Linked DNA regions of Mus musculus: regions 1, 2, 3 and 5 are each linked to region 4. Evidence: chromatin contacts called from public HiChIP or PLAC-seq data. All regions are on one chromosome and are shown on one strand. Each heading gives the region's core, a stretch centred on a gene start, on an enhancer-like site or on the middle of the called end of the contact. The rest is flanking DNA. Distances are from core to core; before and after follow the strand shown. Region 1 holds the start of Pgpep1 (pyroglutamyl-peptidase I). Region 2 holds the start of Cib3 (calcium and integrin binding family member 3). Region 3 holds the start of Rab8a (RAB8A, member RAS oncogene family). Region 4 holds the start of Pgls (6-phosphogluconolactonase). Region 5 holds the start of 2010320M18Rik (RIKEN cDNA 2010320M18 gene).

Region 1 (2,759 bases), core at 222-2,721, 930 kb before region 4:
GCACCATATACCGGAGGTGAGGAGGCACAAACTTGTATTCCCAGGGCTGAGGAAGCAGAGACAGGCAGTCTGGGGCGCTATGGCCAGTTAGTCTAGCCTAACTGGCAAGCTCTAGAGCAGGGGTTCTCAGCCTTCCTAATGCTGCCATCCTCTCTTTCTTTCTCTCTTTTGCTACTTCATAACTGTAATTTTGCTATTGTTATGAATCATAATATAAAAATCTGTGTTTCCCCACAATCTGAGGTGACCCTTGTGAAAGGGTCAATTGGCCCACAAAGGGGTCGTGACTCACAGGTTGAAAAATGCTACCTCTGAATGCGTCCTAAATTGAGACACTTTCTCAAAACAGAGGTGGATGGAGCCTGAGTAATGACACCCAAGGTTAACCTCTACACACACACACACACACACACACACACACACACACACACATCTAAGAACCTGGGTTAGTGTAACTCAGGTGGTAAGAGCCTGCTGCCAGTGTTAAGAGGTTAAGAGAGAGCCACCATACCTCAGGACAGCAGGTAGAGGACACATCTTGGGGCATCTCATCATGGTGGCACATGCTGCTCACCCTATCATTTGGAAGTTTGAAGCTAAATCATCACCCTGGGTTTGTAGCCAGCCTTGGTCACAGAGTTAAGTTCCAGGTCAGCAGGATAGTGCAACAGAATGAGACTCTATCTTAATAAACCAACCAACCAAATAAACACCCCCACCCCCAGAATGCTCCAATGGATCAGGGACACTGTCGTTCACACTTGTACTGCAGGGAACAGCAGGGAGAAAGTCCCAACCTTTCTCAGTTATAAAACACCTGTAGGAGTGGGAGTTTTTCCTGGCTCACTCCCTGTGGCCTCTCAGGGCAGAGGCTAACCCGAGTGCCCTCCTCCAAGGCCTGGAAATAAGAACAGTTGGCTTCCGGGGGTGCTGGTGACAGTAGGAGCTGGTCTCTAGAGTCCCTGGGTCATTCCGGGGTCAGGTTGACTCCAGGCCCAACACCTGCCCCAAACCGGGTTGCAGGCCCCTCCAACAATACAAGGTGCCAGGAGCAGAAGCTGAGCGGATCGTATGTCACTGGGACTTTTCCTGGCCGTAAACCCGCCTTTGTCCCCGGGGTCAGCGGGTGGGGACATGCCAGAGCTCTGAAGAGGCAGGGAGGGACTGCAGTACGCGAGGTGACCTGTCTGCACCCTAGTCCCCGCGCACTCCGAACTCCCGGCCGCGTGACCCCGGACTTTCCAGGTTACCAGGACCGAACGGTGCTATCGCGGGCGGCGACAACTGCAAACCTCTGGCAACCGCGAACACTTGCCCCGCCGCCCCGGTCCAGATGCACCTACCGGTTACCACTACCGCCTTCCGCGGCTGCTCCATGGTGGAATGCACTCTCTAGGATCCTGGCTGTAGGGACTGGAGCGGACACGGACCCCCGAGCCCCGCCCGGCCGCTCGGCCCCGCCCCCTAACGCTGGGCCTGCGCGGACACGCCCCGGACACGCCCCCGACCAGCTGTACGCTCCCCTGCGCGGCCCCCCGGGTTCCGCCGAGCCCCAAGCGCACCACTACACCCTGGACCCCAACGCCCGGGCCAGGCCATTCCTAGGCCACGCCTCCTAGAAACCACACCCCTAGCCAACCCCGCCCCCAGTCTTCCAAAGACCCTCCTCCAGGTCCTGTAAGGGACCCACCACGCCCCCAAGAATCACACGCCTGGAGCTTTCCAAACTCTCAGGTCGGGGTCACGCTCCAGCCAGGTCCCAAGCTCCCAAGACACTCCCAAACCCATCCTTAAAACAACTGGGCCCAGGTCATGTACCTCCGCCTACTCCCACGCAAGTGCAGATCCTTCCAATGCCCCTCGGCCAGGCCGCAGTCCACGTTCACACCCGCGACCCATGACATCCCTGGCTCAGGCCATGCTCTCTGAAACTTCTTCCTTCTAAAATCTACTCCGCCCTGAACCCACCTAGGGCAACGACCCCGACCCCCCTTCCCTTTATGCCACTGAAAACACTGAGCTGGGCATGCATACCGGGTCTCCATCTAGGCTCCGCCCCCAGTCTACCACCGCCAGGTTCCCTGTGGCCGCAGGGCTCACAAGGTACCTGGAGCCATGCCCCGCCCCAAGTATCGACCAGCCCAGGCCATCTCCCCTGGTCCCCCTGCCTGGCCACGCCTATTCGCTGCCAGGACCCTCCCCCTACTTGAATTTTAAACGTGCCTCCAACACGTAAGTGGGCAATGGGAGTGTGCTCCGCTCCAACCTTCTCAGTCTCAGTTTCTCTTCCTGTAAGACATAGGGCGGGGGAACAATTTGATTGTGTTCACTCATCACAGTTTACAAACAAGGACACCGAGGCATGGCTCTGAGGAAGACAGAAGTGTCACTTCAGCAGAAAGCTGAGGGAGGGGCGCAGGAGGAAGAGCTTTGACTCTCTGCCAACATGGCTAACTGGAATACTTCCTTTCCTTGGCTCCAGGTTGCACCTTATTACCCCAGAGCCTTTGCTCACCTGCACATCTAGCTGTTCACTGCCCAGACTTCCTCCTCCTGCAGTCCTTCTCCGACTGTCATCTCCTTTTAAGGACGCTGTTTTTCCATCCCCTACCTGGACATCGTTTAGGCTCATCTTAAGGAGGTCCCATTTTTCTAATGTTTCATATTTTTAAAAATCTTTTTTTTTTTTTTTTTTTTTTTTTGGTGTTTTCGAGACAGGGTTTCTCTGTATAGCCCTGGCTGTCCTGGAACTCACTTTG
Region 2 (2,786 bases), core at 9-2,508, 620 kb after region 4:
CAGTCAGGACTCTGTCCATCTGCCCTGGGAACTGAAGTTCTCCTTGCCCAAGCCTCAGTTTCCCCACCAGTAATCTGATCGTGATGGCCAAAGTGACCTTCCAGTAGTCCTCACAGACAATGGGCTGATGGGTGAGAGGTGTACCCATCAATAATGGATGCCCTGTACCCACATAAGAGGGACTCGACCTGATGCCCCACAGCTGAACCGCAGCCAGCTTGGGTTTCACAGATAATGGTCCAACAGACAGAAGGGTGTCATGGGAGTTTCATCTCTGTCCATCCTGTTGGGCTCAAGCCAGGAACCTGCAGTCACCCAAGGGCTGCCAATACTCCCCCACAATCTCCTTGCCACTTACAGCTGAGGGCTGGATCTCAGCTCTGCAGTGGACTCCCAACCTCAAAGGGCCAGTGTGCCTCTCCAAGGCTCTCGCACCTTCTGTGGCTCCCTGCTACCCTTAGGTAAAAGGACAAGTTCCTCAGTACAAAACCTCAGCCAGTATGACAGGGTGTGACTTCTCAGCCAACAGTCTCTGCCTCAGTCCACTGACCTTGAGGCAACACCCACATCAAAGCATGGTGGTACAGGCTTGCAAGGCAGAGGCAGGTGGATTTCTGTGTTCAGAGTGAGCCTGATTTACAGAAGGAGTTCTAGGACAGCCAGGGCTACACAGAGAAACCCTGTCTCTCAGTGAAAGAAAGGAAGAAAGGAAGGAGGAAAGAAAGAGAAAAGGAAAACCAAGAGGACCCAATATGGCAACAACCTGCCTGATGACCTGGGTTTGACCCCTAAGACTCATGTGGTGGAAAGAGAGACTGGAAAGCTGGACCAGCTATTTAGTCCCAGAACCCACCTAAAGGGGGCAGAAAAAAAAATCAACTCTGCAAATTGTCATCTAACTGCAACACACACACTATATCACATATTCACACATTTGCACACTCACACATCACGCCCCCCTGCAATAATATTTTTTTTAATTGCAGCCAGCTACAGTGACATATACCTGTGATCCCAGCACCCAAGAGGCAGAGGTAATGTTGAGGTTAGGCTGGGCTCATTCTCAAGCAAACAAAACAGAACAATAGCAAAAAGATTGCACAAAGGCCCAGCAGTGACTAGAAAGTTGTTTTGGGGTGTCACCTCCCTTCATTCCCCCACTGACCTCATGATCTCCTTCCTCGTGAAGAAAGTACAGTCCTGTGGGGAGAGAAACCAGCTTGATCCAGACCTGCCTCTGGGTCATCTCTCCCTGTGCCCCTCTACACACTCCAAATCCACACAGACAGCCTGATGTCCCAAACAGGGCTGTGCCAGCCTGGCAGGATCCACTGCACACACCCACCTGGTATTCCTCCAGCTGCTCGTGACTAAACACAGTCTGCTTGTTGCCCATGCTGCAGACTGCAGCCTTGAATACACTGGAACTGAAATTACAGGTGGCTCCTCGGGAGCACCCGTGCTCATAATGTTTGAGCAGATGTTCCTGCCCTGGCTGTCACCTGCCCACCTATCCAGTTGGTTGCCCCAAGCTTGGTGAAGCTCAAGTTACAGCCTGGCTCTCTGGGCAACCTTTTGAATGTGTCCACAGGTGTGGAAGAGGTCTGTGAGAGGTCACAGAGAAGCCATTCTGTCTGGAACACCTTCAAGGGAAAGCCATGCACATACCCCAGTCTACATCCTAGCTTTTCCCCCCTGCTAGCTGTGTGGTCTTGAGTAATTGTCTGACCTCTCTGAACCTTGCTTGTGAAATTGAAATTACATTACCATCTATAGGATCAGTCTGAGGGTGACAGACATATTGGATGTGGCAGTGTGTGACTGTGGCTGAGGCAGGAGGCGGAGGATTCCTATGCTTGCTTCCCTCTCTGCCTCTTCTCTTTTCTCTTCTCTTCTCTTCTCTTCTCTTCTCTTCTCTTCTCTTCTCTTCTCTTCTCTTCTCTTCGCTTCGCTTCGCTTCGCTTCTCTTCGCTTCTCTTCTCTCTCTTCTCTTCCCCTCCCCTCCCCTCCCTTCTCCTCCTCTCCTCTGTCCTCAGCCTTCTTCTTTTTTTTTTTTTTTTTTAGTTTTTCGAGGGTTTCTCTGTGTAGCCCTGGCTGTCCTGGAACTCACTCTGTAGACCAGGCTGGCCTGGAACCCAGAAATCCACCTGCCTCTGCCTTTCCAAGTGCTGGAGTCAAGGGTGTGCGCCACCATGCCCAGCTTGTCCTCAGCCTTTACTCTTTCCCTTTGGCCCTGTCCCAGTCATTTCTGGGTCCCTTCTTTAATGAGGACACTGGCAGACCTAACAATGCATCACTAAGCAGAGGCTGAATAACACCTTGTGCCTCAGTTTACCTATCTGTACAATGAGGTTGTTCTGCTTAGAGGAATATCTGTGACTGTGAAAAAGACCAATCTGAATAAATCCATTCAGAGTACCAGTCATGACTGCTGTCATCTTCTCAGCATCCGTAGTTTATAAAAAAAAGAACCAGCCAGGCGCGGTGGCGCATGCCTTTAATCCCAGCACTCGGGAGGCAGAGGCAAGTGGATTTCTGAGTGAGGGCCAACCTGGTCTACAGAGTGAGTTCCAGGACAGCCATGGCTACACAGAGAAACCCTGTCTCAAAAAAACACCCCCCCAAAAAAAGAAAGAACCAGAAGCTCAGATGTTCCAGACACTGCCTCAGGAACACACAGCTTCATAGGTACGAGGATAAAGATCTCTAAAGGGGCTCACACTCATCTCTGAGGCCATGTTGCTTGGGTATCTGAGACTTTATTTATTTATGTATTCACTCATTTA
Region 3 (2,700 bases), core at 150-2,649, 570 kb after region 4:
CACAGATTTATATCTTAGGGGTGGGGTGGAGGTTCCAAAGGACAACTTGCAGGAGTTGGATCTCTTTCCAGTAAGTATGCCCAGGAATTGAATACAATCCTCAGATTTAGCAACAAATGACTTACTTTACTGGCTGAGCCATGTAGTCAGCAACTCAGATCTTTTTTTTTTTAATTTATTTATTATATGTAAGTACACTGTAGCTGTCTTTAGACACCCCAGAAGAGGGCATCAGATCTCATTACTGATGATTGTGAGCCACCATGTAATTCAGGACCTCTGGAAGATCAGTAAGTGCTCTTAAACACTGAGCCATCTATCCACCCCCCCCCACTCCTTTTTTCTTTTTAAGATTTGAGTACACTGTAGTTGTCTTCAGACACACCAAAAGGGGGCACTGGATTCCATTACAGATGGTTATGAGGCACCATGTGGTTGCTGGGTATTGAACTCAAGGCCTCTGGAAGAGTAGTCTTAACCGCTGAGCCATCTCTCCAGCCCTCAGATGTTTATCTTAATGTGGCTTTATTTTATTTTGTCACTGTTCTCCCGTTACTCCGGGACTACACCTCAACATATTAAAAAACAGAAGGGAAAAAAAAATGCTACTCTGAAACCTAGGAAAGTCACTTCACCTGTCTTCAGTATACTTACCATAAAACGAGGAAAAGATTACCTACCAAGCCGGGCTGGTGTGGGGTGAAGGACCTTGACTTATTTTTAAGTATAGATAGCACCCGCAAGCACAGAAAAGAAAACAAAACAAAACAAAACAAAAAACGCTGCCATTACTTGGAAATGATAACATAGCCCTACCGGCGCTGAAGCCCTGGGATCGCTCACGGCAATGGCCGGCTTGCCTGTACAGCACCTAAGTAAGTCCAATGGTGGGCGCCAAGGCCGAGGAGCGAGTCTGCAGCACATCTTAACCCGCGCCACTTTTGCACCGCCGAAAATCCTCCTCAGAAGCATTACCACAGGTACTTCCTGCGCTTCGCCTCAGCGCCGGCTGCGGCTACGGCTGCTGCTGCGCAGGCAGAGAAGGCGGGAAACACGAGGCGTTCTCTGCGCGCGTGCGCTCTCTGCCAGAGCCAACCGTCTTCCCAGTACGCTTGCGCCTGTTCACCAAGCCCGTCCCTCCCACTCTCTCATCAACCAGCGCGCGGAATTGTTGGGGTCCCTCCTGTCGGGGGCAGGGCCTGGACGCTGAAGGGCTGAGGAGAAGGCGCGCACGGGAAGGCGGGGTCAAGATGTGACCACACCCATCGCTGGTCATTTGACGCCCTCACCCTCGACTCTCCAGCACTAGCCAATAACAAACCTCCCTATACCAAGCGTCAACCAATGGGCTGTGCAGTCGGCTGCTTCCGGCTCTGCGCCGCTTTCGCCTTTTTCCCCTGGGCTCTCTGCGACAGGCGGGGCTCCGGGTGGCGGGCGTAGGCCTGGATGATGCGCGGCGGGCAGGGGGCCAATAGGGGGCGGGATCTGAGATGATAGACGGGTCCAGCGACCAGTGGCGAGGCGCCGGCCGTACTTCCCGTCGGGGAGAGAGTGTAATATGGCGAAGACCTACGATTACCTGTTCAAGCTGCTGCTGATCGGGGACTCGGGGGTAGGGAAGACCTGTGTCCTGTTCCGCTTCTCCGAGGACGCCTTCAACTCCACATTCATCTCTACCATAGGTAGCGGGGCCTTGGGCGGCCGGTGACCAGGGCTGGACGCGCCCCTATGGGGCTGGGCTGAGGGATCGACTCAGGATCCACTCGGGCCGAGGATCCGGGAGGGTCACGGGGCTGGACAGAGAACCGCAGCGGCCTCCACCTCCCGCCAGGGAGTCCAGGCCGGGACCCTGGCGGGCGCCGGAGACCAAGGTGCAGACAGGGACATGCAGGCTGCAGTCTGAGGAAGAGCCTGCCCTGGGGTCCTGGCGCCTGTCAACTCTCTGTGTCTTTACATCAGACCTCTACACTGTTCTTCCGGGGAGACCCCCGTCTTCCAAAAGTGGAAACTGAGGCATGGAGGTGACACCTGACCTCGTAGTTTCCTATGTGGCAAGCTTGGCATGTGCAGTATCAAATCTGTAGTGTACTCGTGATGGGTGCTTTGTCCCTGGAGGAGGAATTTGAAACTGAGGGAGGGTGCGGCACGCACTGAAGGTCACAGTCTACAGGTATTAGGGATGAGATTTGAACCCAGGTGTGTCTGACTCCAAAATTCAAGGTTCAGCTGTTCCAGAGCTTCAAAGGACCAGCACCACTGATCCACATCTAAGTCAGGACTCCAACCCAAAGTCCTCCTGCCTTCTCTCTGAGGAATGGTGACAGTATCTGTCATCCTGGTGGGAATACAAGAGAAAAAGTTCCAGTAAGAAACTAAGTCCAGCCATGGCTACGTGCAGCCTTGACTGACTTCCTTTCACTGGGCCAAGAACACCACCTGAACAGCTTTTCCCCAGGGCTGCCTCACGGCACAGTTGAACAGAATTGGCTTGTGATGGCCCCAGTTCTGACGTCAAAAATGGTGCTGACCATGCTCCTTACCATGAATAGTCATGGCTCACATTGAGTGTTACCTGGAAGTAAATCCTGCCAAACAGAGTGACCTGGATGGTGTATGGTCCTGAAACAAGAGAATAGTCACTAGGCTTGGTTTATCCCTAGTCAGGATGTGGTTCCATTGTTGGAACCCTGGGTGCCATCT
Region 4 (2,700 bases), core at 48-2,547:
AAAAGGTTTTAAAATGTGTTCAAAGGCACATGCCTTTAATCCCAGCACTTGGGAAGGAGAGGCAGGCAGGTCTCTGTGAGTTGGAGGACAGCCTGGTCCACAGAGTTCCAGGACAGTCAGGGCAGCAGCAGCAGCAGCAGCATGTCTTGAATAACAACAAAGTTCTTGCAGTGTTTCACACTGTATAACTTGCCACTTGCAGCCTCACATGGGCACTCAGAAAGGCTGTAGGTTTAGGATTGGGGTCCAGCCAATGGTCTAGCCTGGGCTTAGCATGCAGAAGGCCCTGGGTTCAGTACCGACACAGTGACTGACTGCTTGGATTTTGGAGCTCTCTCGAGTTCAGGAGGGTGCAGTGGCTCAGGGGTTAAGATCACCGGTTCGGCTTTTTACCCTCCTTCCACACAGAGGACCACAACCATCTAACAGTTCCAGGGCATCCCATGCCCTCTCCTGGCCTCTGCATGCACTTGGTTCAAAGATATACATGCGGGAGAAAATTAAGAGAGAGGAACCAGAGGGGGTTTAATTGGGTCTTTGTGGTGGAAACAGCTGTCACCTTCTGACTGATCTACTTGGGTCAAGGCTCTTAACAGTCCTAAAGGTTCTGTATTTTCCTAAAATAGCACGGGCGACTGGGAGCCACCGGCTCAAGCACAAGAACCGGGGCAGTTTCACATTCAAATGCAGATGTTCAACTGTCGTGTGGCGGTTGTCTTGAGGAATCCTCTTTCTGCCGCAGACAGCTGTGAGCAGAAGACCTTACAAACTGCCGCATCCGCTGGAGTAACAGAGAAGGGGCGACTGGCCGAGATAGGCGAATGTGGGGAGAGCCGTGCAGGCATGGGGACGTCACAGCCTCTAACTCCCGGCTAGCCTCCTGTCCTTGCCACCTGAGAGCTTACTGACCTTATCACGCTGCAGCTGGCGCACTCTGTGCTTCCGACCGCACCCTGAAAAACGCTCAAGAGTGCTGTGGCACTCCGGTCACCCCAGCACTCCAATCAAGAACGATCAGGAGCGTGAGGCCAGTCGGAGCTACTAGACTCCAGCTTAAAAACTAAATAAAATGCGAGAAACCGGGCCAGCAAGGCGTGTCTCGCCCAGGGAAGCGCCGGGGACTGCCCGCCCACTACCCACCTCAAAGCCCTGCGGAGCACTGCGGTTTCGGGAACCACCCGCTAGCCCGGCCCCGGCGACGCTTCTTTTGTGCAACTGCACATGCGCCACGACCTTGGCTCAAAGTGCTCGGACCCATGGCAGCGCGGCCGTCGCGCAGGCGCACTGGCGTACTGGCCTCTGCCGGGAGCGCCGCCGCCTCCCCACCGCCATGGCAGCACCCGCGCCCAGTCTCATCTCGGTCTTCTCCAGCCCGCAAGAGCTGGGCGCGTCGCTGGCGCAGCTGGTGGCGCAGCGGGCCGCGAGCTGCCTGGAAGGGGACCGTGGCCGCTTCGCGCTTGGTCTGTCAGGCGGCAGCCTGGTCTCCATGCTAGCCCGAGACCTGCCCGCCGCCGCCGCTCCCGCTGGACCAGCCAGCTTTGCGCGCTGGACGCTCGGCTTCTGCGACGAGCGCCTCGTGCCCTTCGACCACGCCGAGAGCACGTACGGCCTCTACCGGGTGAGCGCTGCGGGGGCGCGCACCGTACGGGCTACGGGGGCCGCCGTGGGCCACGCCGAGCTGGCTCAGCCTACCGTGGAAACTCAAGATACAAGGGCCGCCGTGGGCCACGCGGAGTCGGCTCAGTCCGCCGAGGAAGCGCGGGCCACGCCGAACTGGCTCAGCCTGCCTAGGAAACGCAAGGATCTGCTTCAACGCCTACCCGCGGGCTCCGGGCCCCACGGGGTCTTGCTGGATGCGCAGTGATGTCCATCCAAGTGCAGCCTGACGGGCCTCCGTCCCCCGTATCTTCCTAAGGGCCGTACCTTGGCTGTGGGGCCTCGTGGGTCATGGCTGTTTGTGCACTCAGCCTGCCTCTAGTGTCCAGGGTGTGTTGGGTCTCAGTTTTCTTTAACAAGAGCCGTTGGCCATCGCCTCCCAGCAGCCTGGGGTATGATGGCCACAAGGCGCCCTATAGGTTACAGAGGTCCCTGCGTCACACACAGGGAAACTGAGGCATGGAGGATTGAGCTCTGAGCACACTTGGATGACTGCCACCACCTCCTAGGGGAAGCTGGTCCAGTGTCATGGGTCTGAAGCAGGGGAGGAAGGGCCATTACACTTACTTACAGGTGGGGAAACAGAAGATTCATGTCGCCTTGACCCTCATCTAGGGACCTGAAACTGCACCACTTTGAACACGATGCCTGCCCAAGAACTTCACTGAACTGGCTGTGTGTACTAGCACAAGGCTCAGTTGGTAGGGTACTTGTAGCTCAGTTGATATTGTGCTTGCCTAGAATGCTTAAGGTCCAGGCTTCATTTCCAGTGTCATATAAACCAGGAATGATGGTGCACCCCTGTCTTCCCAGCAATGAGGAAGTAGAGGCTGGAGGATCGGGAGTTCAAGGTCATTCCCAGCTACCCAGTTCGAGGCTAGCCTGTGCAACGTGAGACTTATTTTGATGCAGCCCACTCAAGAAAAATAAAGCTAAGACCCCTAAGTAGGCCCCTCTGAGGTGACCTGGTTAACAGCTGGGTCTTTGAAGGAAGCAGGATTTCATCACCAGGAATCTGTTGACACTTTGAGCAGTAGGTGTCTT
Region 5 (2,700 bases), core at 196-2,695, 820 kb before region 4:
CCTGTCCCACTACTGATTAGTCTCCCCATCCGAGAGGCCACACTGACAGCCTTTCTTCGGGGTGCTGGGAGCTGAATGCTTTGCTGTCCCCACTAGGGTTGTGGGAACTGAAGTTCAGAGCTCTCTGAAGAACCCCACTCATCAGGAGGAAGCCAACCACAGATGCACCCAAGTTCAAGGCAGGAACAAAGACAGTGACCACATGGCCAGTTAGACTTGGGGTTATTGGGGAACCCCAAGAAGGGGTTGAACACCTGAGCAGTGGACATGGCCTATCAAGAGCTGTGGCCTGGGTGGGCATCCAAGGAAACAGAAGCCTTGGTTCCTGCAGGGGAGGTTGAGACAGGGTGCAGGGGTGTCCCCAGCTTGCCTTAGCCTGGGGCTCTCTGGTGATGCAAGAGAGGGGAGGTGTCAAGAAGAACCATGGTCACCTTAGTGCCACAGTAGGATGGGGACAGGAGCTGGACACCCCACATTGGGTCCTAGCCTGGGTCCCCATTCCAGCCTGCAGTTGGGTCTTCTGTGCATCCTCCTGGGGGAGCAAGGCTGACAGGTCCTCGTATAGGGACAGGGCAATGCATAGACAGACCGGTTCCTGCAAAGGCCCGATGGTGGAAGACGCCTGTCTAGGATGCAGAGGCTTTCAGAAAGAAGCCATGAAAAAGGCGTTTAGCGTGCCAAGGGGAGGGTCTGGGCTTCATCCCCAGATCTCGGGGACCCGGTGCAGGTGTCCTAGAGGGACTTAAGGCTTTGTGGTCCAGGGTATCCGGTGTGACTCACTGTCCGGCCTCTTGTGGCCTGCATGTTATAGGTAGGGAAACTGAGGGTCGGAGAGGCCTCTCCTAAGAAAGCCACCCGTCTGCCCGCCCCCGTGCCGAGCACGTCTGCACACCATGGGGGGAGGGTATCGCGGAACCCCCAATGCAAAAGGAGGGGCCTACGATGCACGCATAGTCTGTGTGCTCACACAGACGGGCCCCTAGACCCTCGTGCACCCCGAAGACCCCTGGACGACGGAAGTGGCCGGATCCGGGGTCGTGTCCCGCTCTCCGCCCCGTTGCGGGCGGGGACCTCCCGGCCTTAGAGACCCTGTCTCTACCCCGCAGGCTGCACAGCCCCACGCTCAGCTCGGAGCCCGGTTTTGTGCGGCTCCTTCTCTCCTCGGGTCCTCCCCACCACCATCGACTCACCCACTCCGGCCGCCGTCGCCACCACCACGACCGCCGCCGCCGTCGCCGCAGCCGCGGGATCCCTGCGTCAGCCACCGTCGCCGCGGTTCCAAGCCTTCGGGCCCGCCCCCAGGCGGAAATAGCCGAGCGCACTCGGGTCGGGAGGGCGGGCCTTTCCCCCCACACGAGGCGGAGCCCGAAGACCGAGGCACGCGGGCAAGCCTCCGGAAGCTGCCGAGTGTGCTCCCGCGGGAATGGGAGGCTGGGCTTTGCCACGAGACAGCCGAGGCTGGTCGGAGACAGCCGAGCACGGCCGTCGGAGGCTCACGAAAACACTAGAAAGCGGAAGGGTCGGGAACGCATTCGGTCCGAAGCTGGGCTCGGTGGACTTGGGACTCTGAGATACCCGAGCCATTCCGGAAGCAGCAGAACGTGCCATAACAGGGGTTTGTTTGTGTTTTTTACGAAGTCGTGAACCTGCCAGACCGCGGAATGTGTCTGGGAGGAACCGAACGACCTCAACTCCAGGCCTTGGGAGTTGACTCGGAGGCCGCCGATAGCTTCCGGAAATTGCCGAAGGTCCACTGGACGAGCTCGGCAGCTGTACCCTCAATGGAGAGCCGCTGGTGGAAGGAATGGAAGGCGAAGGCACTGCCATGACAACCCTAGGCGTCCGGAAACAGCCGAAGTGTCTCCGGCCCAACACGCGCGAGAATGCGGCTTATCAGCGTCCGGAAGCGAGATTGTTTCCGGAAATACGGACAGACTCTGGCGAGACGGAGAGAACCAGAAGTTGCCGAGCTTGTTCGGCTGATTTCCGAGGGATTCATTTATCTATTTTAGCTCACCGCAAAGACTAGGGTAGAAAATTGGGACGGAGGGGTTGCAGCGAGAGTTCGGCAGTTAAGCATGCTCACTGCTCTTGCACAGGATCCAGGTTCAGTAAATTACAGCCGCGTATAACCCGACTGGAATTAAAAGCAAGAGCTATGACGCCCAGCGTTTTGGATTTTTCCTTTTTAAGATTTTGTGTTTTTCTTCATGTTCAACTGTGCGCCTTGTGAGTACCTGGTGTCTGTGGAAGTTAGAAGAGACATCGGATGCTCTAGAACTTGAGTTACGGCTGTGAGCTGCCATGTAGGTGCTGGGAATACAACCTGGGTCCTCTAGAAGAGCAGCCAGTGCTTTTAATCATTGATTCCTTTGGCTTTATTATTTGAAACAGGGTCTTGTTATTAGCCCAGGCTGTATCTGAACTCATGATCCTTCTGCTTCGTGCCTCCCCACGCCCCCACCTCCAAGTGTTAGGATTACATGTGTATACAGCCATGCCTGGAAACACTTCATTTTAGAGATGAGATTTTGCCCTATTGCCCTAGCCAGGATCCCAGCCTGCTAGGTAGCTGGGATGCAGGCTGGCTTGGATTAAGTGTTTAACCAAACCCCTATACAGCCAACAAAACTCACTTAGATGATATCGAGCCATCAGTTTTTCCCTACCCCCAGCCACTCACAAATGCACACACCAGTA

What was found. HiChIP or PLAC-seq counts read pairs in DNA pulled down with a chosen protein or histone mark.
Region 1: a FOXA1 HiChIP or PLAC-seq map of pancreatic cancer cells shows a contact between it and region 4. The contact joins the promoter of Pgpep1 here to the promoter of Pgls in region 4. A contact is called at or near these places in 1 of 39 promoter capture datasets (neural stem cells) and 3 of 115 datasets of contacts at active chromatin or transcription factors (embryonic stem cells and pancreatic cancer cells).
Region 2: a contact with region 4 is called in an H3K4me3 HiChIP or PLAC-seq map of pro-B cells, with 5 times the contacts expected there. The contact joins the promoter of Cib3 here to the promoter of Pgls in region 4. A contact is called at or near these places in 2 of 39 promoter capture datasets (liver and pre-B cells), 3 of 115 datasets of contacts at active chromatin or transcription factors (embryonic midbrain, large pre-B cells and pro-B cells) and 1 of 9 other capture datasets (embryonic stem cells).
Region 3: an H3K27ac HiChIP or PLAC-seq map of hepatocytes shows a contact between it and region 4, with 5 times the contacts expected there. The contact joins the promoter of Rab8a here to the promoter of Pgls in region 4. A contact is called at or near these places in 7 of 39 promoter capture datasets (3T3-L1-derived adipocytes, the HPC-7 cell line, cranial neural crest and 4 more) and 7 of 115 datasets of contacts at active chromatin or transcription factors (the 230-238 cell line, astrocytes, embryonic stem cells and 3 more).
Region 5: an H3K4me3 HiChIP or PLAC-seq map of pro-B cells shows a contact between it and region 4, with 3 times the contacts expected there. The contact joins the promoter of 2010320M18Rik here to the promoter of Pgls in region 4. A contact is called at or near these places in 4 of 39 promoter capture datasets (cranial neural crest, embryonic stem cells, liver and 1 more), 7 of 115 datasets of contacts at active chromatin or transcription factors (embryonic stem cells, extraembryonic endoderm stem cells, forebrain and 3 more) and 1 of 9 other capture datasets (embryonic stem cells).

What each region holds. Positions count from the first base shown.
Region 1 is chr8:70,658,267-70,661,025 of GRCm38.p6, forward strand. It overlaps Pgpep1 (pyroglutamyl-peptidase I), which reads right to left and starts at 1,472. Exons shown (of 5, transcript NM_023217.4): 1 at 1,344-1,472. The coding sequence starts at 1,377.
Region 2 is chr8:72,211,579-72,214,364 of GRCm38.p6, forward strand. It overlaps Cib3 (calcium and integrin binding family member 3), which reads right to left and starts at 1,259. Exons shown (of 5, transcript NM_001080812.1): 1 at 1,166-1,259. The coding sequence starts at 1,170.
Region 3 is chr8:72,159,801-72,162,500 of GRCm38.p6, forward strand. It overlaps Rab8a (RAB8A, member RAS oncogene family), which reads left to right and starts at 1,400. Exons shown (of 8, transcript NM_023126.2): 1 at 1,400-1,682. The coding sequence starts at 1,559.
Region 4 is chr8:71,590,887-71,593,586 of GRCm38.p6, forward strand. Pgls (6-phosphogluconolactonase) reads left to right here and starts at 1,298. Exons shown (of 5, transcript NM_025396.3): 1 at 1,298-1,618. The coding sequence starts at 1,331.
Region 5 is chr8:70,775,417-70,778,116 of GRCm38.p6, forward strand. It overlaps 2010320M18Rik (RIKEN cDNA 2010320M18 gene), which reads left to right and starts at 1,446. Exons shown (of 1, transcript NR_029440.1): 1 at 1,446-2,190. It overlaps Pik3r2 (phosphoinositide-3-kinase regulatory subunit 2), which reads right to left and starts at 1,296. Exons shown (of 16, transcript NM_008841.3): 1 at 1,191-1,296.